3 separate regions of the Mus musculus genome follow, and all the other regions are linked to region 1. Evidence: chromatin contacts called from public ChIA-PET and HiChIP or PLAC-seq data. All regions are on one chromosome and are shown on one strand. Each heading gives the region's core, a stretch centred on a gene start, on an enhancer-like site or on the middle of the called end of the contact. The rest is flanking DNA. Distances are from core to core; before and after follow the strand shown.

Evidence for each region. ChIA-PET counts read pairs in DNA pulled down with a chosen protein or histone mark. HiChIP or PLAC-seq counts read pairs in DNA pulled down with a chosen protein or histone mark.
Region 2: a contact with region 1 is called in an H3K27ac HiChIP or PLAC-seq map of double positive thymocytes, with 4 times the contacts expected there. The contact joins the promoter of Slc50a1 here to the promoter of Arhgef2 in region 1. A contact is called at or near these places in 3 of 39 promoter capture datasets (cranial neural crest, frontonasal cranial neural crest and liver), 1 of 484 Hi-C or Micro-C datasets (nephron progenitors), 4 of 115 datasets of contacts at active chromatin or transcription factors (double positive thymocytes, kidney, microglia and 1 more) and 1 of 9 other capture datasets (pancreatic islet).
Region 3: a contact with region 1 is called in an RNA polymerase II ChIA-PET map of memory CD8 T cells, with 17 read pairs. The contact joins the promoter of Krtcap2 here to the promoter of Arhgef2 in region 1. A contact is called at or near these places in 5 of 39 promoter capture datasets (the C10 cell line, cranial neural crest, liver and 1 more) and 5 of 115 datasets of contacts at active chromatin or transcription factors (embryonic forebrain, embryonic hindbrain, memory CD8 T cells and 2 more).

What each region holds. Positions count from the first base shown.
Region 1 is chr3:88,618,802-88,622,841 of GRCm38.p6, reverse strand. It overlaps Arhgef2 (rho/rac guanine nucleotide exchange factor (GEF) 2), which reads right to left and starts at 1,683. Exons shown (of 22, transcript NM_008487.4): 1 at 1,521-1,683. The coding sequence starts at 1,583. It overlaps Gm20652 (a long non-coding RNA gene), which reads left to right and starts at 1,737. Exons shown (of 2, transcript XR_375820.2): 1 at 1,737-1,811.
Region 2 is chr3:89,268,714-89,272,753 of GRCm38.p6, reverse strand. Slc50a1 (solute carrier family 50 (sugar transporter), member 1) reads left to right here and starts at 2,184. Exons shown (of 6, transcript NM_009057.3): 1 at 2,184-2,368; 2 at 2,615-2,692; 3 at 2,804-2,927; 4 at 3,543-3,704; 5 at 3,962-4,040. The coding sequence starts at 2,289. Efna1 (ephrin A1) reads left to right here. Exons shown (of 5, transcript NM_010107.4): 5 at 150-1,024. The coding sequence ends at 262.
Region 3 is chr3:89,244,617-89,248,656 of GRCm38.p6, reverse strand. Krtcap2 (keratinocyte associated protein 2) reads right to left here and starts at 2,219. Exons shown (of 5, transcript NM_025327.3): 1 at 2,142-2,219; 2 at 1,725-1,879; 3 at 1,529-1,592. The coding sequence starts at 2,145. It overlaps Trim46 (tripartite motif-containing 46), which reads left to right and starts at 2,760. Exons shown (of 10, transcript NM_183037.2): 1 at 2,760-2,942. The coding sequence starts at 2,880.

The sequences.
Region 1 (4,040 bases), core at 434-2,933:
CTTTACTCCAGGGTCTCGCTCAAACGGTTGAAAAAATAAACAGACTCTGGGAGCTGGGGCCTGGCCTGTCGCTAGGGTTTGTTAAGAGCCTGTCTGCCACCCCACAATTCACACTCAGTCACCTCACCCTGGAGCTGCTCAGAGCCCTGCTAGCTTTCTTCCGGTGAGCAGACTCCCATCCCGAAACCCTACAAAAAGCCTCAAACTGAGCTTCCCGCCCCCGAGGCTCTCCACCCCTACCGACCTTCTCCCAGTGTAGCAGTAAAGCAAGTAGCTAAAGCCTGGAACCTTGGAGGAAGGGAGAGGGCAGCTTTCCATTCGCAGAGTGGCTTTCCAGCCTGAAAATGATCTGCTTGGTTGGCTGGCTGCGGGAGGGTCATTACGCTCTCGCTAAGGACAGGGATTAAGATTAAAGCCCTTCCTGCCTTTGCTTTCCGAGAGAGCCTTATAATGTGAGTGTCCTGAGGTACAGGGAGGCGCCGTCCGCCTGAACCAGGCCCCCCTGGCTTCACTTATTCATCTACAAGTCCTCCTCGGCTTCACCACTTCCTGTGAGCTGAGGTGAGGAAAGTCATGGCATTTGGGAGGGCGTCTGAATACAAAGACAGGAATAAAGGACACTTGTAAAGGCGTGCTGGAGAGGTCGTATTGCAGAGTGTGCTGATAATTACACAGCCAGACTCCAGATGACAGGTGAAGGGCCCCCAAGCCGAGGCGATAATCGAAATATGGCTGAGGGGAGTGGGGGAACTGGGTTAACCGAGGCGGCTGGAGAACCAGGAGCCTGGAAGCTGATGAAACAGATAAGGGTGGGAACTACTCTGGGTCCTGGCACCGAGACGCTCAGGATGTGAGAAGGCATCCCAGCGACACAAAGGCAGCTTGCTTCACCTGATGGATCGGTTTGGCCTGGCGGAGAAAATGGGCGGCCGCTTGCTGTCTTGACCCCTAGCCACCCGCCTACCCCAGGCAAGAACTGAATCACAGCTGGAAAGTCCATCCGCAAGAAGAGGAGGAGCTGACTTTTGTCTTGGAGGGGCGGGAAGGTGGGGGAGGGAGCTTGGAAAACACCCCCTCCGGCCCCCTCCACCCGCTGGTGGGGACAAAGGGGGAACGACCGAGCCGGCGCTAGCGGGCACGGCCGCAAGCAACCCCCGGAACTGGGGTGCGGAAAGGGGTGCCCAAGAGCGTCGTCCCTAGGAACCCGACACGCTCGCCCCTCTTTCCCGCTCGATCCCTTACCGGAGCAACTTTCTTCCGAGCGGCCCAAAACACTCGGTCCCGCCGAACCACTGGTAACCCAGCTCAGCTCTCCTAGATCCCCGCACAGAAGCTGCGCGGGTGCTGGAGACGCGGGTCACGTTGCGGTCCTCCAGCCCCCTCCTCACGCGCTCGCAGCCCCACCCACCCCGTCCGGCCGCTGCGCGCGGACTCGGGCGCCCCAGAGCGGGCGGGGGGACGCGGGACGCGGGGCGGAGGCCCAGAGGTCGGCAGGGCGCCCGGTCGCAGAGCCAGCCCACCTTGGTTGCCTGCTCCTTGCTCCGGTCGATCCGCGCGCGAGTGAGGGATTCGATCCGAGACATAATCCAGCGTGAGCCGCGGGAGGACGCGGCGGCCCCGGGTGTCCAGCAACGGCGGGGGAGGGGTCCGGCCGCACGCGTCGGCCTCGGGGACAGGAAGTCTGAGTCCCCTCGCCCCTGCACCCAGCACCAGTTCCTCAAACCCTAGTCTCCTCCCCCACCCGAGCTCAGGAAGGGGAGAGGCGGAGCGGAGGCAGGGCGGGGTACCCGCGCACCGGACGGGACGCCGGGGTTAGTATCGCTGCAGTCTGCTGGACAGGGGTCCTTGGGACAGGTTCGAGGATCCCTTTTCCCTTTAGCGCTTAGGAACACTCTCTGACCTCAGCGACCTCCCTTAGCTCGGCTGTCCTTGAAAAACACCGGCGCCCATTCCGGGTAACTTCACTCTTTAAAGACCCTAAGGGGATTCTATCACCTTATCGGTAACTGGGAGACCTAGCCATAAGGGCTCACTCATCAAACAGGCTTGAGTACACAGACCGCTTTTACAATGTTGGACTGGTATGACAAGAGGGAGGGGGCAATGAAAGGGGAACTAGAAGCTTCATCGTTAACAGGCTTCACTCCCCCAAAAGAGTGAAGAAGGGGACTCCTTTCCAAAAGCTAGGAGTCCACAAGAGAGGGTTTTCCCCTCACCCCCCCCCACCCCCCGCCCAGCTTCTCACCCCTCTGGGCCTTGTGGACCACACTCTGACCATCCTTCTCAGCCCCACCTCTGCCAATTACTTTGGCAGTGAAGGTGAGAAGGCTCCACCTTTCCTGAGGCTAGCTGAGGAAATCCTTCCTTGTGTCCTGACACCAGTTTTCTCTGCCACAGGAGACTATAGAAACAACTTGGCCCTGTCTGGAAACGTTTGAGCTTGCTGAGGAGTGTGGGTGGGTTTTCATTTCTCTGGACCCTTTGAGTCAACCTGAGTTTCCTGCCACTGGGGAAATTCTCCAGTCTGCTCCGTTTCCACCTATCAAGGTCTCCGATTTCTCTGTAAAAACCTGAGCACCCTGGGGCAAAGTTTTGTAAAAATTTAGGGTACTACCTAATCTAGTCCCAAAAGTGTGTGGTAATGAGGGAGGGAGATGGCTAGGCGTGGTGTTGCACAGAGGCAGGGAGATTTCTGAGTTCAAGGCCAGCCTGGTCTACAGAGTGAGTTCCAGGACAGCCAGGGCTACACAGAGAAACCCTGTCTCAAAACACCGAAAAAAAAAAGAAAGAAAGAAAAAAGAAAGAGGGAGGGAGATGAGGCCCAGCCACTGTCACCAGCTTCTGCTCTGTTCTTCTCGGTAGCGGGGCAGGGAGGGTGGTGTTAGGGCTGCAGGTTTCCAGCCCAGCCCTGCACTCCTAGAGTGCCAATTTTAGCCTCAGTCTCTAATTTGGGCTCGGCTGCCTCATCCACCCGCTGTGCTGGTTGGGCTCCTCAGCTCCTCACCCCGGCTCTGCTCCCCTCCCACTCTGCTCCTCTGACCTATCTCCTGCCTAGGAACTCCCTCACCTTTTGTGCCCATTCTCCTGTTCAGGGTCCTTATATAGTAAAGGCCAGGGAAAAAGAAACAATGTCCAGTTCAGGCTGGCCAGATGAGGCAGAAAGGACTTTCCCAGACCAATTCTGTTTTCTCTGAAGGAATCCTAGGAAGGCCTCAGGACCTGCCATGTTCCTATTGGCTCTGAGCCTCCAGACTTGCCCCGCTTGAGTGACCAGCCAAAGCTGAGAAATGTACTAACAATCAGCTAGAGGTCAGAATGAGCTGCCTGGTTTGGGGGGGGGGGGGGCAGAGACCTCAATTTTCTCTAAGGCCTGAACTAGAAATTGTTATAAGCCAAACTCTTGAGTAACTAGTAAATCTAGGTTTCCCCCAGACTCTTTTGAGGGTCTGGTCAGTACGTAAAGCCCATGTGGAAGGTCTATGGAAGAAGAGGGTGACCTCCTCCTCTAGCCTTTTACTGTGTTTCCCCAGCCTCAGCTCGCTGTCTGCTCCACCTGCTCACCTCTCCCTTGTCTGCCCTGCAAAACCAAACCTTTAAAACTGTATTGAGTGCTCTATGTCTTCAGCTTGACTCCATTTCTGTTCTCTGGAGCCTCTGGAACAATGAACATTCTCCTTTCTTCTGGGGGTCTTCCCTTTCCCCAAACCCCTTCATTCTAGCCCCCACCCCCGTAATCCTACCAGTGACATCTTTGAGAAATTGTTTTTAATATATAAAAAAAATTTAAAAACCTCTGCCAGTATCTAAAAGTAGCCAGTACTTTCTTTGGCTCATTCAACTTGAAAAGGGGGGGTGGGGGGAGGTACCATTGCCATAGACAACTAGAGGGGAAGGGTCTGGTTTCCAAAGGGCCATCGGAGGAACCAAGAGTGTTCCTAGCTGTCTAGATCCAGGCACACAACAGTCCACAAATCAGCCTTCTTCTCATTAACTTGAGCCTTGAACTTGACTTGGGAATGTCTAAGGTGTACATGACCACA
Region 2 (4,040 bases), core at 935-3,434, 650 kb before region 1:
CAGTTTGGTCTGGGTCACAGGAAGGGGTTTGCTTAAAGAGACTGAGGAGTAAGGTGGCTCCCTAGCCACATACGGGCTGGCTAAATCCTGTGTGGCTGGAAGCCGATGCAAACACTTACCATGTCTGTCTTTGCCTTCTCACCTTGCAGATGACCCGGAAGTACAGGTTTTGCACAGCATTGGTTACAGTGCCGCCCCCCGCCTCTTCCCACTGGTCTGGGCAGTATTGCTCCTACCACTGCTGCTGCTGCAATCTCAGTGAGGGTGTACGCTTGCCCTGGCTTATGGATTGGAATGGGACTAAGGGGCAGCCCCAGCCCTGGGAACCTCTCCCACTACACCCACAAGACGCCACCATGAAGCCTCAAAAGGTTCAGTATTAAGGGTTTTAACCGAAAAGAGTTTAACCAGCCCAACTGTGCCATCCCTGCCTCCACTTCAGAGGGATGGAGAAAGAAGTGGAGAAGGTCCTTAACCTGCAGTTTCTGCCTTTAAGCCAAAGAAACAAGCTGTGCGGACCTGGCCCATTAAGAGGCCTCAGTGGGAGAAGGGCTAAAAAGAGCCTGAGGTCATGCGGTTGGACACTGAACTTGGTAAAGACGTCCTTCCCCAAGGAAGCCATAATGTGCAGATGAACTGACCGAAGGAAAAGCTTGAGACAGCTTCCTGCGGGGGAGCCAGGTACAGAAGAGGCAGCTTGGGCTGACCCAGCATCTCTGCAAGATTTCCACCTGCTGGGCTGCCAGAGAGGTTTGTAGCCCGGCCCTGACTGCATCCTCCCCATCCCTGGGGCAACATTCCCTGGAGCTGTGCCAACAGGAGGACTGAAGCAGCCTGGTTTTAGAGTGTAGCTGTAAGGGCAGTGCCCGTGTGTACAGTCTGTGGAGTTTAGCTTAACGGGCAGGGCCCACATGTACAGTGTCTGTATATAAATGTGCTGTATCTGTTCATTTCTATGACTGCAGGGTTTTTTTATACAGTGTTTTTGGATTCATAATAAATTGATGGTTTTTTATGGACATGCTTTTCTGCCCCACCATGTTGATTTGTGACCAGTGTCCCCATTGTGTGTTAGGCTCTGTGCTAAACAGAAGCAATGGGGGGGGGGTGTGGGGGGGGGCAGGTATAATGCAGAGCTCCTTTTGCGGCTGAGGTGGGAAGGTTAAAAACTTGAGACTGCATGAGTAACTCAGACCTTGCCTCAAACTCAAAAATAAAAGGCTGGAAATGTACCCCAAGAAGTAGAGGGTTACCTAACGTGTGTCAGCCCTGAGTTCAGTCCTCAGGAGCACAAAACATAAGTAGCCAGGCATGGTGGCTCCTGCCTGTGACCCCAGCACTCAGAAGGTTGAAGCAATGTTGCCAAAATTCCAATGCCAGCCTGGGCTACAGTGTGAGACTTTGTCTCACCAAAACAAAACAAAAAAAGTAAATAAAAGACAAAATAAATAAATGGCTAGGATCAGTCTTACCAGGCTAAAGGAGTTTACTCCTGAGGGTTCTGCACAACTCCCTGCAAGAGTGGGCTATAGATTCCTCTCCGCACCCACTCTTTGTTCTTCCTGTCCAACTTCACCAGCCTCGAGCGCTGGGCTTTGGCACACCATGCAGGTACTCATGCTGTCTGGGTGAGTCAGGGAGCTGGATGCCAGCTGAAGCATGTGCGCTGCCCCACCAGCAGAGCCGCCTGGGAGGCTGGGAGGGAAAGTTCCCAGCAGCAAGTATGTTGGAACAGGGGGCCAGGGGTAGGCTTGTCCTTGGATAGGGCAGGTCGTGTAAGAGAGGACATCTGAAAGAGGATGGCAATTCCTGCTTTTGGGGGACAGACTGGAAAGAGGTTTCAATAACCTCCAGGAAAACCCTCCCAAAGCTGGGTAACCAAGGTTCTGATATGAATTGGGGGCGCGTTGAAGACCTGTGAGACTAAATTTGAGGTTTGTGGTCCAGCACACAAAAGCATACAAGAACCCAGAAGTTGAGGCTAGTGGTCTCGATGATGCAAGGGGTGCGCAGTGTGAGGAGGGGTCGGATCGGGGACAAATGCAGGGGCACTACTAAAACCACTAAACGCAATCTGAACAGCACGATCAGGACCCAGGCCCGCACATTACAGCAAACCACCCGGCCAGCACGCGGCGCTGGTTTGGCTGGGTCCCCAGTTCCGGTGAAGTTCGGGCGAGGGCGGGTTCCGGCGCGGTTCCACGGGGAAGGGCGGAGCTTCGCCTTCCGCAGCTCCGGGTCTGAGCTACTGGAACTCCGCGCTGGGCTAGGGAACCGGCTCCGGTGGGATGGAGGCGGGCGGCGTGGCAGACTCTTTCCTTTCTAGTGCCTGCGTGCTCTTCACCCTGGGCATGTTCTCCACTGGCCTGTGAGAGTGTGGATGGACTGGGCTGGGGCAGGAAGTCAAGAAATGAAAGCGGGCAAGAGACGTGGCTGCAATATCTTGCTGCTTTTGGAACCCAGAATAATAGTGGAATAGGATTGGATGATTTGAGGTCCAAGGCGAGGCTGCCTCTTGGCCTGAGGGGGGAGATCTGCTTGTCGTTCAGGATGATTGGTAAACACCGAGAAATCTTTTACCCACTCCTAACAATTTCCTTTGGATCCCTTCCAGCTCGGACCTCAGGCATATGCAGAGGACACGGAGCGTGGACAACATCCAGTTCCTGCCTTTTCTCACCACGGATGTCAAGTGAGAGTGTTGTTGGCTGTGATGGGAAAGGCTGAGGGAGGTGCAAGAGATCCCTGGAGACCTGCTGCAACCCCAGCAGCCCCTTGGACCTTAATCCTCCTTCCCTCACAGCAACCTGAGCTGGCTGAGTTACGGAGTCTTGAAGGGAGATGGGACCCTTATCATCGTCAATAGCGTGGGGGCCGTGCTTCAGACTCTTTATATCCTGGCATATCTGCACTACAGTCCTCAGAAGGTAGAGGCCCTCCCTTGCACTCACCTCCACCCCACACCTGGCCATGTTGGCAGAGCATATAGTTCTATTTCCTGGAAGATTAGTGGGATGGCATTAATTCCCTTTCCTAGAAGGCCCTTCTGGTTCTCCTGCCCATGAAGTCAACCCTTTAAAATGCACACAGAGCCACCCACCCTCCCCTTGTTCGAAATGCTGGTGGCTTACCCAACCCCGTGGTGTCAAGATATCCTGTGCTCCCCCAACAGGCTGGGGGAAGAGGGCTATACTGTCTGATAGTTCCTTTAGGGTTAGGACCAGGGCCAATGGCTAAGAATGGCCATTCGCTCTGCTTCCCCACTCAGTCACACTAACATTTATTGGTCTCTTATTGTACATGTATGTGAAGCTCACATGAAAAGGGGAGGGATCTAAAAATGGCTCTCCCCTTCCCTGGGGATCTCCAGTGTTGTGTGGCTGAGATTTCTCTCAAATAACTGAGTGGTGAGAGGCTGACGTGAAGGCCGGGATAAAAGTTGATTTCCCCATTAGAGCATGGCAGAAGACAGGAGGAGGCAATTCCAGCAGAGAGATGAGTGTTCTGGGTACAGATGCATGTAAGACGCCTCTCCCCTGCAGCATGGTGTGCTCCTGCAGACGGCAACCCTGCTGGCTGTCCTTCTCCTGGGTTATGGCTACTTTTGGCTTCTGGTGCCGGACCTTGAGGCCCGGCTTCAGCAGCTAGGCCTCTTCTGTAGCGTCTTTACCATCAGCATGTACCTCTCCCCACTGGCTGATTTGGTGAGTAGGGGTGGCCAAGAGGTAGGGGAGATGCGGAGAAGGGCTAGGCTCCCTGAGCCAGGGACTGGCTAATACTGGGGCGGGGGCGGGGCCCAGCTCTTGGAAGAAGTCAAGGTAGCAGAGGTGAGTGGGATGCAGGAAAAGGGCTGAATGAAAGACGCACCACAGGGATTGTGGTCTTTTTTCCGCGAGGAAATTCTCTGGCGAGGACTCAGGAATGGTTCTATGAACCTGAACCAGGCACATTTTTGCCGTAGGCCAAGATCGTTCAGACTAAATCAACCCAGCGCCTCTCCTTCTCCCTGACCATTGCCACGCTCTTTTGCTCCGCCTCTT
Region 3 (4,040 bases), core at 970-3,469, 630 kb before region 1:
AAGCGAAAACGCAGTGGTATATGCCTACACAGCAAGCCAGTCCGGAGGATAAGGCAGGAAGCATCACGTAAGCCCAGGAATCCAAGGGAGGGACAGCCTGGGCTACACAGTGGGAAGGCCAGCCTGGGCAACATAGTGAGATCCCGCCTCAAAAGTAAATCAATAAATAAAATGTTCTAGAAGGGCGGAAAGCAGGCGTGTTCCCATGACTTAGGAAAGAGGATTATGGCTTCTCTAAGAGGACAGGATACGGATGAGAGGGTGGAAGGGGCTAAGAGGTCCACTTGTCCAGCTGGAGCCAGAAAGGAAGGCAAAGAAGAGGATTTTTTTCTTCTCACTTCAAGACAGGTTTCACTGTGTAGCTCTGGCTGTCCTGGAACTTGCTCTGTAGATCGCGCTAGCCCTGAACTCACAGAGACCTGCCTCCCTCTGCCTCTAGTGCTAGGATTAAGAGCCTGTGCCATCACTGTCTGGCTGAAAGACAAGGTTTTTGCCTTCCAACAATTTCTTTCAGCATATAAGAAACACATGGGACAGAGTGGAAGAGACAGAAGCTCTGGGCATTGCTGGGCGGAAGCTCTGGAAACCTCCAACAGGGCCGTGAAGACAGCAACAATGGCGGGCTTCGGGGTTTCTGGGTGAGTCTTTCACGGGGCCACAACTGCTTGCTTTTCCCAGCATGTGGCTTTCCAAGTGGCTCGGTCCTGATGCCGACTTTGTTTTATGAGCCCTATTCTCCATCAGATCTCTATATGAACCATCTAACAAGAATTATCACACACAAAAACTGATCTATCAGGGCTGGAGATGTGCCTCCATTGGGAGAGAGATTGCCTAGCATGTTCAAGGACCTGGGCTTAATCGCCAGCACCTCATAAACTACATGAGGTAGTGCTAATCTCAGGACCTGGGAAGTGGAGGCAGGAAGATCAGCAAGTCAAGGGTTTAGTCATTCACAGCCACACAGGAAGTTCAAGGCCAGTGTGGGCTACAGAAGGGAGGAGAAGAAAGGAAGAGAGAAACAAGCGGATGCAGAGAAAGAGAGTGAGCTCTAGCGGTTATTCTCTATTCTCCTTCTGTCAGGGGTCCTGCTATTGGTAACATCCCAGTGAACACAGACTTCACAATCTCCTCCAGCAGCAGTCAATAGTGCGGGCTCAGTTCCACATCAGAATCCCTCAGTGGGCTTGGTTTTGCTTTCTTCTCTCACAGGGACAAAGAACACCTTCTCCTGGATGCCTATCAGACATCAGCCCAGGCTTGACTGTTCACTTGAAACCTGTCCTGAGAGCAGACCAGGTTGGCCTTTTTCTTTCTTTTCCTCTCCCTCCCCTCCCCTCCCCTCCCCCCTTTTTGTGCTTCTCTTCCAGCTCCAATAAAATGCTTAATCTGAAAGCATCTTCTGTCTTCAAGATTGTGTTAAGCAAATGTATTTCTCCTTTATCATCTAAGCACAGGGAAATTCGGCATCATGTTTGGGAGAGGTTTAAAAAAAAAAGAGTCCAGTTAACTATTGAGTTTCACTTACTCTCAGGGAAGATTTTTGCTTGGAAGCCTTTACCAAAGACCAGATTCTCCAGATTATTGAAGGCCTGGGTGATGTAATTAAGGAGAAACTCACGCAACAAGATAGGAAGTAGAGGGACTGCAAAGCCCTTGCCACCCACTCCCGCCCATGTTCTGTTCATACACCCCCGCCTCCCCTTCCAGCGCGAGGAAGATACAGTCAGGGAGAAGACGAAAAGGCCGGAGCCCAGCAGGCCCCCCTGAATGGTGAGCCACTCGGTGGAGGCCAGCTGGCGGCTGTAGATCTGCATGCCAGCGAAGAGCAGCAGGGACAGGAGGGAGGACAGCGCCAAGGAGGTCCCGGTACCGACTACTATAAATGAGAAAAAGAGTCAGGCTAAGATTCAGGCAGATTCACTCCGGAGCTTGGCTCACCAACCACTTCCAAGTGACCCAGCCCCCACCCCACAGCGACCTCCAGGAACCACCCGGCCCTGCACACCCAAGTTCCCGCCTGTCCGGAGGAAATGCTAGTTCCCAGGACACGTCAGCTTTACCGAGGCTACGGAGAAAAGAGGACCACCCCAACGCCCACTCCCGCTAGAGCAGCCCGGGCATCCCGCCGGTGCGGTTACCCATCACGCCCCGTCCGTGGTCCAATCCGTGTCCCTGGAGAAAGAGGGGAGCCAAAGCCGGCGCGGTTGTCTGTACGCAGGCGTCGGGGCCAACGTGGACTTGCTTTACTTCTTCCTCTACGCGCCTTGGGTGCAGCGCCCTCTTGTGGCAAGGAGGAAATAATGCTTCTAAGAGCATTCTAGGCCACCGCCCTGCTTGGTCTCCAGCCTTCTGTAGCCAAGGCATCTGCTGTCTCTCTGGACAAGCTGCACTCATCTTTCAGTCATGATCCCATGGCCTAGAGTCACCTGTGCCTTCATTGCTATTCATGTCATCTCCCGTACAACTTCCTCAGACCTCCCTGACCCACTATAATTGCCTCAACAACTCCCGAAGATATGTGCCACCCAAGATGTAGCACCGTCCACCTGGAGTTGTTCTTCTGAAACGAGCTTCGTGCTTTATGTGAGTAGTATGACCAGGAATCGATGCAAGCTTCTAATAGGAGGAATGGTTCCTACCTCAAATACCCTCCATGTTACCCACCCCCTAGACCGCCTTTGGAGAACCACGTGGGAAGAACTATTTCCCACCCCCTACCTCGACGGACGCAGTTCGAAGCTAGTCCCTGGAGCATGCGCAGTGACATCTCACCCTCCCCACCCCTCCCTTCACCCCACCCGGCTCCTGCATTAAGCCCCGGGTTCGCAGCAGCAGCCAGGATCGGGCACCCGGGGGCGGGCGGGCACAGTAGGGCCATGGCTGAGGGTGAGGATATGCAGACCTTCACTTCCATCATGGATGCACTAGTCCGCATCAGTGTGAGTTAAGGTGGGGTCAAGGGGAAGGGAGGGGATGTAAAGGGTCGGGGCAAGCCAGACCCTTGAACAGGTGGGGGTCCAGGAAGAATATGGATTATAGAGAAGGGATTAGTTAAGACAGAAATGACTGGGAGGGCGGAGACGCAAGTGTGGAGGGATCCTGGGGACAGCCGAGTGGTGAGACTCCCGTTTGCTGGGGTGTAGGCAGCGAGAAGCTGCCCGGACCCAGCGGGTAGGCTTGGGGTAGCTGCCAGGCGTGCACCAGGGCTATGAGAAGGGGCATGTGTGAGCTTGGATGTTTTCCAAGAAACTGAGGACAGGTGTGGCGGGGGGTGGGGTGGGGTGATGAAAAAACCGCTCCTGGGTGCAGTTCCCAATTTGGACCCCTCCCGACCACCCCCCCTACCGCCCCCAACCCCCCCCCCCGCTAGCTGCCGTGCAGCCTCCCGTTGCCATGGTAACCCGTGCCCGTCTCTCCCAGAGGCGGTGCCAACCCTGCTCCCCCCCACCACTTCCTTCCCCCTCCCTCCCTCTCCCTCCCTCCTTTGTGTCAGCTGCGCCCCTGACCGGGATGGCTGCGAAGAGAGGGACCAAGGTGAGGTGTGGGGGTGGGGAATAGCCAGAAGACCCCTCACCAAAAGGGGGAGGGATACTTCCGGTGGGGAGGGGGCAGGTAGGCGGGGCGCTCCTTCCTCCCCCACCCTAGATTGAGCAAAGGGTTGAAACAGGCCGAATTTCTCCACCAGACTGGGTCTGATAGCTCTAGTATAGAAGGCAAAGAGAGATGGGTTGATTTGGGGAGACTGGAAGAAATAGAATTGAAGAATGGAGGATGGGTGCTGGGGCGCCGGCCAGTGCCCAGCCGGTTCAGAGAGCTAGCGCACCCTGGCCGCGGGGAGCAGTCATGCGTCTAAGGGTTGCTAGAGAAAGGGGCGGGGGACAACACCCAGCTGTAGAATGGGTGGTGCCCTTGAAATAAATGCTATTAATCCAGAGATGGAGGGATGGAGACAGGTGAGGCGGGAGGACTGCCTGCCAGCACTGCTGCAGCGGGAGTGATGGGGGTGGGGCGCGATGGTGGGGGAGGCCAGAGCTCCA